2 separate regions of the Sus scrofa genome follow, and region 1 is linked to region 2. The links are chromatin contacts, called in public Hi-C maps. All regions are on one chromosome and are shown on one strand. The core of a region is the stretch at or near the end of the contact, and the rest is flanking DNA. Distances in the headings are between cores, read along the strand shown. Region 1 holds the start of PACSIN3 (protein kinase C and casein kinase substrate in neurons protein 3). Region 2 holds the start of CELF1 (CUGBP Elav-like family member 1).

Evidence for each region. A called contact is a pair of places that touch in the nucleus more often than the background predicts.
Region 1: a contact with region 2 is called in a Hi-C map of liver, with 3 times the contacts expected there. The contact joins the promoter of PACSIN3 here to the promoter of CELF1 in region 2. A contact is called at or near these places in 1 of 47 Hi-C or Micro-C datasets (liver) and 1 of 2 datasets of contacts at active chromatin or transcription factors (alveolar macrophages).

Annotation. Positions count from the first base shown.
Region 1 is chr2:15,377,679-15,383,232 of Sscrofa11.1, forward strand. PACSIN3 (protein kinase C and casein kinase substrate in neurons protein 3) reads left to right here and starts at 2,619. Exons shown (of 10, transcript XM_021085228.1): 1 at 2,619-2,779.
Region 2 is chr2:15,064,566-15,070,367 of Sscrofa11.1, forward strand. CELF1 (CUGBP Elav-like family member 1) reads left to right here and starts at 1,959. Exons shown (of 16, transcript XM_021083082.1): 1 at 1,959-2,126.

The sequences.
Region 1 (5,554 bases), core at 1,369-3,868, 310 kb after region 2:
CTAAGAAAGGTCTTCTCTGACCCCCGAGGCCCCAATTGAAATTATGCTCCTCCTGTTATTATTCTCTCATAATACTGTATCTTTTCTCCCCCTCTTTGAAACACATCACAACTTGTAATTATGTATTCAGGCCTTTATTTGATATTAGTGGAAAACTCCATGGAGTCTGGGACCATGTCTGCTTTGTTGGCACTGAACCAAATACCCAGCATTGTGTCTGGCATACCGGGTGTTCCCTGAACGTCAGCTAAATTAGTGGATCCTCCACTGGAACTCCCGTTTCAGAAAAAAGGAGGTCCCCCGTGGACTTTGGGGCCCCGATGAACCAGAGCCGGCTTCCTGAGCAGACCCCTTGCCTATGGAGCTGAAGCATGGACTATGCAACAGTACCTTCCAAAGAATATGCTCGGGGCAAATTCCTGACCCTGGAGAAGCTTTCTCTACAGGCCCCACTCTGAAACCTGCCACACATTTTCACTCTAATGCCATCCATCTGCTGTTCTTCCTGCGTTCCAATCCAGAAACAGCTCCTCCCACTGAAGTTAACCCTTCTCAAAAACTCAGACCAGTTTTTACACCTGGGGTTGCCTGAGCTCTTAAAAACATAGCTGTTAAATCAGAATACTTTACTCAGCTGCCTGCCTGGAATGCTGGGGCAATGTCCAGAGGCCCTGGAGAGAAATGGCAGCCCTCCGAGGAGATAAGCCCTTCCTGCAGCCCTCTGCCTGCTCTAATCTACACTTCGAAGGGCTGCCAGAGTTACCTTTTCAAAGGATAACTTTTAAAAGATGGAGTCACTGCCATTCACATTTCTCACTGCCTATAGTATAAAGTCTAAACTCCTTAGCCCGTCTCGAAAATCTTCACCATTCAATCCCATCCCATCTTTCCAGCCTCAGCTCCCATGTGCCTTCACTCCATCCTGAGCTCAGTATTCTAGATATTTTAGTCTGGAACTGCCCCAAACTGTTGCCACTAGAGAGAATCACCATGATCAGTTTGGTGTGTATTCTCTGAATATTTTGAGTGTTCTGCAACTTTGCTTTTTTTTATTCAATAGTGTCTTGGGGATCTTCATATAAGAAAACAACTTGAGAGTTCTTGTTGTGGTTCAGCGGAAATGAATCTGACGAGCATCCATGAGGACAAAGGTTCCATCCCTGGCCTTGCTCAGTGGGTTAAGGATCCTGTGTTGCTGTGAGCTGTGTTGTAGGTTGCAGACGTGTCTCGGATCCTGTGCTGCTGTGGCTATGGTGTAGGCCAGCCACTACAGCTCCAATTCGACCCCTAGCCTGGGAACCTCCATATGTCTCGGGTGAGCCCTTAAAAGCCAAAAATACCCCCCCAACCCTCCACATCTCTATCTACACTGTGCTTTAAATGTTGCAGAGCAACCCACAGCATGAGTGAACTTTAGGATTATTCAACCATTGCCCTCTTGATTGACATCTGTTTGCAGTTTTTCCCTTATTGCAAAAAAATACTATACACAAATTTCCCTGTACCTTTTTCTGCACTTGTACATGTTTGTCTAGGGTAGATACCAAAAAGTGGAATTGCTGGGTCACCAAGTCATAAGCTAACACCTCTGGGGCTTGGCACACCCTAGTGCTCCCGCCTAGAATGCCTCTGCACATGACTCATTCCTGTTCATCAAGACCAGTCAAGTGTCATCACTCAGTGAAAGGTGGTCTCTTCTGCTTCTGTTTTCCCATAGTACTTCCTGTCCATATTATCTCATTATCATAAACTTATGGCTCTGCCTTATTGGTCTTTGTATTCCCAACACCCAGCATACGGCTAAGCATAAAGCCAAAATTCAAATGTTTTCTTGACTGGATGAATGAAGGCATAAATAAATAATGAAGGTACTGTGGTTAGGACATTCCAGAAAGTCAAGGTGAGTCTGTGAGTGTTGTGAACTTGGGCTTTGGACCAATCTGCCGCCTGGTGCCCTGAGCCAAGCTGCGTCTCTGGGTTTCTGTCCGCTTAGTCTCTGACCTCGGGCATCTCATCTTAAACTCTGTTCAAGTTGTGTACCTCACGGTGGAGCCCTGTGAATGTGTAGGGGCTCTGGCCACAGAGCACAGACATATGAGCCCTGGGGCAGCACTGGCAGGGGTTGGCTTTCCAAGGTTAGCTCTGTCTCCTTTCACCCTTGAAGCAGCTTAGTATCCCTGGGTTTTGGTTTATTTTTTCTCCCTGCAGTACTTTAGAGGCAATTAAGATCAGCTGCAACATTTCTGCTTGCTGCCTCCAGATCTGAACCCAGGGGAAGCCAGATGTTTTCCACTAGCATTCCCTCTTGTGGTCTGATGAACAGCCCTGTTTTCTGAGTCTCTCTGTGACCTAGCTTCCTCAGATCCCAAAGCCTGGCTTGCAGCCTTTATTTTTAATAGGGTTTTAATAGGTGGCTCCTGTAATTAACTTCATTCTTGTGTTTTCACACTTTCTGTCCAGGTGCCTAGAGGCCCCCAGGCACTAGGTGGGATGTTAACTGATTTTGAATAATACAGAACCTTATGGCTGTCATTAGCTATTACCTCAGCTCCTCTGATTTGCAGTTAGTTGTTTTACAATCATTAATTAGCTGGGGCACATGCCCATTTGGGAGGTCAGCCCAGTCACCCGTCATGTTTCACAGAGGTAGAAACAGATATGGAGGAAAAAGGACTTGTCCAAGTCCCAACAGAGAGAGTGGGTGTTGAAACTTGTTTCAGAAGCTACGTTCTGCTGCGTACACACCCTGTGAGCGCCAAGGCAAGGATCCACTACTCAGGTACGATTGCGCAGCTGTCTCAGGTGCCCAGCTGACGATTGCACCCTCCCACAAGGACTGCGGAGAAGTCAGCCCTCAGCAGCTAAAATTACCACCTGAAATTACTCCCATTCATTCTCTTTAGGCCCCCTTTCCATTTTATGAGCAGATTTATCTGCCCAAAGAACGCGAACGTGATTCCTCCGGGATTTAGAAACTACATAATTTTGCTATTTTTAAAGCTGCCGTTTGAAAATCTGTGCTCTCATACTCACACTCCTCAAGGAGTGGGGGCGGGGGTGGGGCTGCAGCGGGTGGGGACGAAGAGTACGTGCTGCGGGGAGAACAGCATGGCTCTTGGCCTCCCAGAGCGCCGCTCTGTCCTCTGGGGAGGCGCTCCTCAGAGCACGCGGGAGGGTTTGCAACCCCCAGCAACTTGGGCCGCTCGGACTCCCGGAGCGGCCCAGGCGTCGGATTCCGGCGACCTGCGCCCCCTTTCTGCTGCCAGACGGAGGGCAGCGCCGCGGGTCCCCCAGCCCTAGAGGGAGCGGGAAGGGAGAGGCGGTCGAGCAGGTGGCGGTTAGGTCAGCCTCGGAACATTCTTGGACCGCTCCAGTGGATATAAATAACCGACGGATAGGCTCCGAAATGTCTCGGGGTGGGGGGCAAGGGGGTGAGGAAGAAGGGATTTATTCAGTGTGGGGGGTGGTATCGGGGCATTCTGGAAAGATCTACCAAACCTTTGGTAGCTGACAAAGGGGATGGAAGGGCGAAGGGGTTTAAGAATGAATCGTAATTGGGTTGTGATGATCGTTGTGGTGAACTATAAATGTAATAAGATTCATTGAGTTAAAAAAAAAAGAATCGTGATACACTATCTGGGAATAACGCGGAGGGGGAGGAGCTCAAGCCTTTCTGCCCCACCCCCACCGAAGTCAGACCTAGTCCTCAGAATGGGCCCCCAGACTGGCAAGGAGGGCTGTGCAAGGAAGGGGTCTTTGGAGTCCCGGACCTGCCTGACTACAGCTCTGAGGTCTCTGAGCCTCACTTTCTGCATCTATTCAACGGGAGCCCTAATGCTTGCAAGAGGATGGTTATGAGCCTCGTCGGAGCTAATTTCTAACTAAGAAAGCTGTGCTCAGCAAAAAGAGTAAGGCAGTGTAGCCCCAGACCTCCCTCCAAAGGGAGCCGGTGCAGGCCCCATCCCTTCCCGCTTCCACTGGTCTCCCAGGCTCTGAGGAGGCCTGGGAGGGGCAAAGCCGAAATCTGACTCCCTATAGCGCCGAGGCACCACCCAGGAGAGTCGGCCCTCATTCGGGACCCAAGACCCCAAGGCCCGCGCCCCTGGAGCCGCGATGCAGGCAGCTCCTGCGCCCCCGCCGCTAGCCGGTGGGGTTGGGGCAGCAGAGCCGAGGAGAGGGCGGGGCCGGGGGCTGGGCTTCCCGGGGGAGGGCCCGGCGCACTCCGGGAGGCGGTGGCCCCGGCCTGGGAGCCGCAGGACTCGGGCAGGAGCGTGGCCAGACCCCCACCCGCCGAGGCGCCCAGGGAGGACGCGGTGAGTGCTGCCCGGGCGGGGACCGTGGGGAGGCGGCGGCAGGAGCTGCTGCTCGAGCCCGCCCTCTCCTCCTCCCGCTCCGAAAGTTTGCAATGGGACCGACTCCCGCCGGGGGAGCCCCCGGCCGCCGCGCCCTGCGGGAAGACTGCAAGAGCTGCCGCTGAGCCGACAGGGTGCCTCATCTGCGGCGCAGCGCACCCGACAATTTCCCAGACCTGCCAGGGGGAGGGAGGCGTCGGGGTTGGCAGGCCACACCATCTCCTGGGGTCCCTAAAAGCCCCCAAATCGCCCTGGGACCCCAGGAGGGACCTTGATCCCTAGAGACCCCTCGTTCTTTGCAAAGAGCTCAAATTCCTGGGGCCGCTGTCCCTGGCCACCATCTGGAGTACACGGCGGCGCCGGCCAAGGCAGGGTGCGCCCCCTCCGCTGAGCGGTGACCGGCTGGCTCCACCCCCGCCGAGGCCAAGTTCAACAAGTTTGGCCAATTAGTCCTGGAGTCTCCATGGCTAGGCCTGGCCCGACCGCTCCGCGTGGGTTCCTTGGGCTGCGAGTTGTGCGGCGCCGGCCGCCAGAGAGGCTGGTGGAAGGGTGCCGTCCATGAGGGTTGGGGCCAGAGACCGGCAGCCCTTGGGCTGGGTGGTTTGGTGTGAGGGCTCCGGGTTTGGAGTGCGTCATCAGGGAGCAGGCACCTCAGGCGGCAGGTCGGGTTTCCAAAAGTGCCCCTTTGTTATGCCCCTCCCTGGCCCTGCCTCCTCCTCCTTCCCCGCGCCACCCCCTCCCCCAGCCTCCCGCTTCTCTCCGGCTGCTGATTCTACCTAAGTGCCCCTCTCTGGACCAGTGGACCGCCCCCTCCTGTGCCTTCAAATTCCAGGGCTGCAGTCCGAACGGGGGGGCTGCCGAGAGGGCTGCTGAGGTCCCTGGGCGCAGCCTGTGAGTCAGGACAGAGGATGGGCAGGGCAGGGCAGGGCAGGACAGCAGTTCTCCCTCCCAGGGGCATGCCCCCCCTCCCCGCTTCTGGAAAGGATGGGGGCTCAGTAAGTAAGAGTAGGTTCTTCCCAGAACCCGGAGATTCCCTACCTTGGCTCAGGAAGCTGTGAGGAGACCCAGCCAAGCCCCATCAGACTTGTCTCAGCCCAATAGGTGCACGCTCCCTGGGTTGGGAAGGCTCATTATCTGCATTCTGAGCTCTTGCCTGTAGGAGTGTGTCCTGGGGACCAATCTGGGTTTCTGCTGGGGTCAGG
Region 2 (5,802 bases), core at 709-3,208:
GATCCAGTTGTGGCTCAGCGGGTTAAGAACCTGACATAGTGTCTGTGAGGATGTGGGTTCAATCCCTAGCCTTGCTCAGTGGGTTAAGGATCTGGTGTTGCTTCAAGCTGAGGTATAGGTCACTGATGCAGCTCAGATCTGGTGTTGCTGTGTCTGTGGTATAGGCCAGCAACTATGGCTCCAATTCAACCCCTAGGCCTGGGAACTTCCATATGCTGCAAGTGCGGCCATAAAAAGAAAAAAAAAAATGTTTTCATTAAATGACACATAAAACTGTTAACAAGATCAAATATCAGCATTATAAATGTATATAAAATGGTAAACTGCACAGTGCAATTAGGAAATATGATAGTGTAAAATTTAGGGGCTAATTGTTCTGATCTATATGGTATCATAAACACTGTGATTAGATTTTTTCTTCCCCCAAGGGGGAAAGAAGTGCTTCCAACACATGGGAAAACACTTGAGGCTTCGGCTTGGGAGTCCATCAGTTTTTTGTGGTAAGGTATAATCAGTATTTGTGGGTATGAGAATTATTTGCTCTGGGAAGCCAGATGTTATAGAGAAATCATTTGCAAACCAAACCCATGAGTTACTTGCGTGTTGCTGGGGCCAAAGGGTCCCAGAACTAAGTTTTCTTTCTCTATCTGTATTTTACTATTCCACGATGTGTAGAAACTGTGGAATAAATGACATTGGCCTTTAAAACAAACAAACAAACAAACAATGAGTTCCCATAATGGCTCAGTAGTAAGAACCCCAAGTGGAATCCTTAAGTACTCTGGTTCCATTCCTGGCCTCACTCAGTGAATTAAGGATCTGCGAAGTCCTGAGCTGCGTCGAACTGTAGCATAGGCCAGCAGCCACAGCTCAGATTGTATCCCTAGCATGGGAACTTTCATATGCTGGGGGTGCAGCCCTAAAAAAAGCCAACACCCCAAAAAAACAAAGGAACGATCGAACTATTGTACTGTTTGCAGTCCACCTAGATCTTGGGATTCCTGGGTCACTCTGAAGGTCTTCAGGGACCTTACCTGGGTTATTGAAAAAAAAAAAAATCATGAAATTCCTATCATGGCACAGCAGAAGCAAATCCGACTAAGAACCACGAGGTTGCGGGTTCCATTTCTGGCCTCGCTCAGTGGGTCAAGGATCGGGCGTTGCTGTGAGCTGTGGAGCAGGCCGGCAGCTGTAGCCCCGATTTGACCCCTAGCCTGGGAACCTCTGTATACGGAGTGTGCGGCCCTAAAGAGCAAAAAACAAAAAACAAACAAACAAAAAAAGAAACTTAAAAAGAAAAAAAAATCGTGGAGAAGAAGGTTAGGGCTGGAAAATCAGTCTCTTAACAGCACCTTTATGAGCTTCCCAGCGCTGCAAGGATTTTTGCAAGGTTGTGTGCTCATACAGCCAATCATCCTGCTAACTCTGAAAGCTTGCAATACACTCACATTCCACATCTCAGTAGAGAAGGAAGGCCTGGATACTGCTGCTTGTCCGTTGGGTAGAAAGGAGGGTGTGTCATGTGCCCAGCGCTGGCCAAGCACCATCCCATTCACTCATCCATTCATTCATCAAATATTTTATTACGCGCATATTCAGTTCCAAGCAGAGGTCCTAGCCCACCAGTTCATCCAGAACTCCTGTGGGTGCGGGGCGCAGAGCCGAGAACTTCAGCTTCTTAAGCCAGGGGTCCTCCCACTCTTCCCAAGAGCAGTGCTGGGAGACAAAGAGACGTGCCCCTGCCGCTCCTAGGGCTGAGGGTTCCGCCCCAGGCCCCGGGGGCTCTGGCGCGGCTGCTTCTCCACTCCCCAGCCCCAGGGGGCGCTGCAGTGCCGGGCGCTCTGCCCGCCCCTGCGCGGTGCTCCGCTCGGATCCGCGCTGCGGGCGGCCCCGCGGTGGTACGTTCCCCCTCGCCGCCCTCCCCCTCCTGCTTGGCCCTCCCCGCCGGTGGTAGGTGCCGGAAGTGCCGCCATTTTGGGGTGTTCTGCTCTGGCGGCAGCGGCAGCGGCGGTGGGACGCGGAGGCTCCCCCGGGACTCGGCCTCAGCAGCGAGGCGGCGGCAGCGGCGGCGGCTGCGAAGGCGCAGGCAGCAGCTGAGGCAGCGGCGGGCTAAGGTGCAGCCGCTGGTGAGTGCGGCGGCCGCGGGATAACGGGCCGCGGGTGGGAGGGAGGGAACGAGGGAGGGAAAGGGGCAGGAGGGAGGCGCCGCGGGGCGGGTCCGGTCCGGGCAGCCGCGGGTCACAGGGCCCTCCGAGCGCGGCCGCTCCTAGTTCGCCGCGTCGTGGAGGCAGGTCTGCGGTCTCCTCGCGTGTGTCGGGGTCCTCCGCTGCCCGGGTTCCGCTGCGCTTGCCCAGCGCGTGCCCCCGTGCCTAGGGAGACCCGCCCTCCTCGTGGCCTTGCTTCTTTCCGCGCCCTTTGCCTGCACTCTCGGGGCCCAGAGGACTCAGTTCTCTGTCTAGGGGTAGTCGTTCCTCCTTTTTCCTGCCGCGGTGCCAGACCCAGGCTGCCTGCCCAGGACACCCCTTCCCTGCTCCTGTCGCCCCACGTGTTCTTGGTGCCTACCGTGGGGGGGTCCCCAGGACCCCTGCCTCTAGAGGGCTGAGCTTCCCCCGTGGTGCCTCGAGAGCCCCTGGTTGCTCGCCCCAGATCTGCTAGGGCCCTGGCTCGCCCTCCCCCCCATGTCAGGTGCTCACCCAGTCATGGCCTAGTAGCGGGGCTGGAATCTCGCACCCAGAAGCGCGGTGAGCTTTTTTCGTTAAGTACTTGGTTTGGATTTAAAGCCGCTGGTGTCTTGTGGTTCTCAAGGCAGGATGTTGTTTGAATTCTCTAGGACTGTTGCATGGGCTCTAAGTAGCTTCTCCTTGGTTTAGTCTTGTCCTCGTAGTTAAGGGATAGGTGGTGAGATTTTGGTCGGAGCCCGTTTTAGCAAAATGGAATCTTTTTCTCGCCAGCGAAGTAAATACTGTACTTTTTATTACTCTCGAGTGAAAAGGCTGTATAACAGTTTCAGATAGCACTGAGTGCTTTATAATGTCTGCAGTGTAAGAGGTTACAAATACCAGAGGAATCCTTTACAGAAACTTCACCGTTAATGAAGGTCTTTTCACTCTCTTTGATTCCCTGCAGTTTGGAGAGGCTTTAATTGCTTTCTTTCACCTTTTCCGCAAATGTTGGGTGGGATCTTTTCCACAAGTGTGACATCTTGTAGAGTGGTATGCAAGTTTCATTTTCTCCTTAAATTTTTGGTGAAGAAGAGTCTTCTCTCAGAATCACCAAGGGTTCGTTCTGTTTTAACATTAATAAGTCTACTTGGAAAATCATCCAGTTATCATAGCATAGTTATATATAACTATGGCTACAGGTCCCTCCTCTACCCCTGTGTTTTGATATTCTTCTAGCTTTACTTTGTGTGGTTTCTGATCTTGAGTTAGTCCTGATTGAAACATTGCTGTTAGTAAAGCAAAGCCGGCGCTTTCAGCTGTTGATTTAACCAGGAAGTTTATGGTTTCCCCAGTGGTTCTTTCCTCTTGACTGTCCACCACCTGTTTCCATTAAGAACGGTTCTCCGCCCAGAGCATAAGCCTCAGCTTCTTTCCAACCATTCATTCTTGTCCAGGGGCTTTCTTCTCAGGTGGTGCCTAGACTTAAAGTCTATTAGCTGGTGGGGTTATTAGAGATAGCCTTTTAAGCTTTTCCAACCCTTTCACTTTTCAGATGAGGAAACTGAGGTTAAGTGACTTACTTGCTCAAGATTAGGTAGCAAGTGCTCTTAGAACAGTTTCCACACAATTTTTTTTTAAACAATGTCATGAGCAGTAATGCATATCTGCCCTTTAAGATGTGGCAGAATAGAAGCAGACCCAGGCTTGAAATTGGAAGGCCTGGGTTGTAATCTTTGCGATGTTACTATCTATACACCCTTGACCAAGCCACTGTTTTGAGCTTCAGTTTATTCTCATCTGCAAAATGGAGGAGAAAGTGTCTGTTTAACATGGTGTCAGTTGAGCTTTAGTGCAGTAATTTGTAAAAGTGTCTGTGGTGTAAGAGGTAGACAGTGAAATTTGAGCCAGAATAATTTATTTTCTAAAGATTTCCATTTTTTTCAGGAGTTCCCGTCGTGGTGCAGTGGTTAATGAATCCGAATAGGAACCATGAGTTTGCGGGTTCAGTCCCTGGCCTCCCTCAGTGGGTTAAGGATCCGGCGTTGCCTTGAGCTGTGGTGTAGGTTGCAGACGTAGCTCGGATCATGCGTTGTTGTGGCTCTGGCGTAGGCCGGCGGCTACAGCTCTGATTCGCCCCCTAGCCTGGGAACCTCCGTATGCCACAGGAGCAGCCCTAGAAAAGACGAAAAGACAAAAAAAAAAGATTTCCATTTTTTTTCTTTTCTTTTTTTGCCTGCGTCTGTGGCATGTGAATGTTCCTAGACTAGGGATGGAACCTGTGCCACAGCAGTGACCGAAGTCACTGTAGTGACGAAGGTGGATCCTTAACCCACTGTGCCACAAGGGAACTCCTAGTTATTTTTCTTACTACAGAATTTACAGATTCATTATACAAAAATACAGATAAGCTGAAAAGGGAGAAACTCACCCTTAGTCCCACCACTCAGAGGTGATTGTTAATATTTGGTCTTTTATCATATCATCCTATAGAAATTTTGTTATTTTACCAAAATAGGCTTATCTTAGTTACAGTTTTATGGTATGTTTTTAAGATTTAATAATAGGTGGTAGGCATGGTTTAACAACATTTTATTTAAAAATTTTTTTTTAAATTTTCTTAAAAATTTTTTTTTCTAGTAATTTAATTTGTTCAAGCTCTAATTTGGATGTGTGTTGGCATTCCAAAGATGTTGGAAATGTCTTCTGTGGCCATGCCCCTAGCCTGTGGCCACACCCATGACCACTCCCATGGCATGTGGAAGTTCCCAGGTCAGGGATAGAACCTTACCACAGAATAACCCAAGCCTCTGCAGTGATAATGCTGGATCCTTAACCTGCTGTACCACAAGGGAACTCCATAATAACTACTTTTTTTTTTTTTTTTTCTTTTTTCCTTTCTTTTTTGGCCGCCCTTTGGCATATGGAGTTCCCAAGCCAGGGATCAGAGCCTGGCTGCAGTTGCTACCCATGCTGGAGCCGAAGCAATGCTGGATCCTTAACCCACTGTGCCGGATGGGGGTCGAACCTGCGTCCCAGTGCTCCCATTTTGATACAGTGGGAGCTCCCTGCAACATCCACATTTTAAATGATGCTCTGTGTTTAATAGCTCCAGCACATGTGAAGTAGGCCACTTGATATCTCAGCACTGGAGTGGAAAAGTCTCTCTGGAACATCTGGGCTGGAAGACAGGAAAGGAAGTGCAGAGACCTAACATTTATTGTATGTATACTGTGTGATTTTTTTTTTTTTTTTTAAATTTGGGCTCTGCTGCTAAATGTAGAATGTGAGTCTTGAATTCCATGCCCCTTACTGTGACTGCCACTGTAGCTTCTTGAACTTAATTTTCCTGTGAGGCCAGACCTAGTAAGGAAGTGGGAGGTGTGGTGGTGGTGGTAGTGGACCTTGGAAAGGGAAAGACAGTTGTCACCTGGAGACCCAAGTAAAGAAGTTGGAGAAAGTAGGAGCATAGACTCCTCCCTGCTCAAGGCTTTGGGTACTTAAAACACATTGCTCTGTTTTCTGTAATCCTGTCACAGTGAGTGATAGGATTTGGTTAAACTCTGTTTCCTCTGCTTTTTTTTTTTTTTTTTTTTTTTTTTTTTTAAACAGCTTTATTTTGGAGTGCCTGTCACGGTGCAGT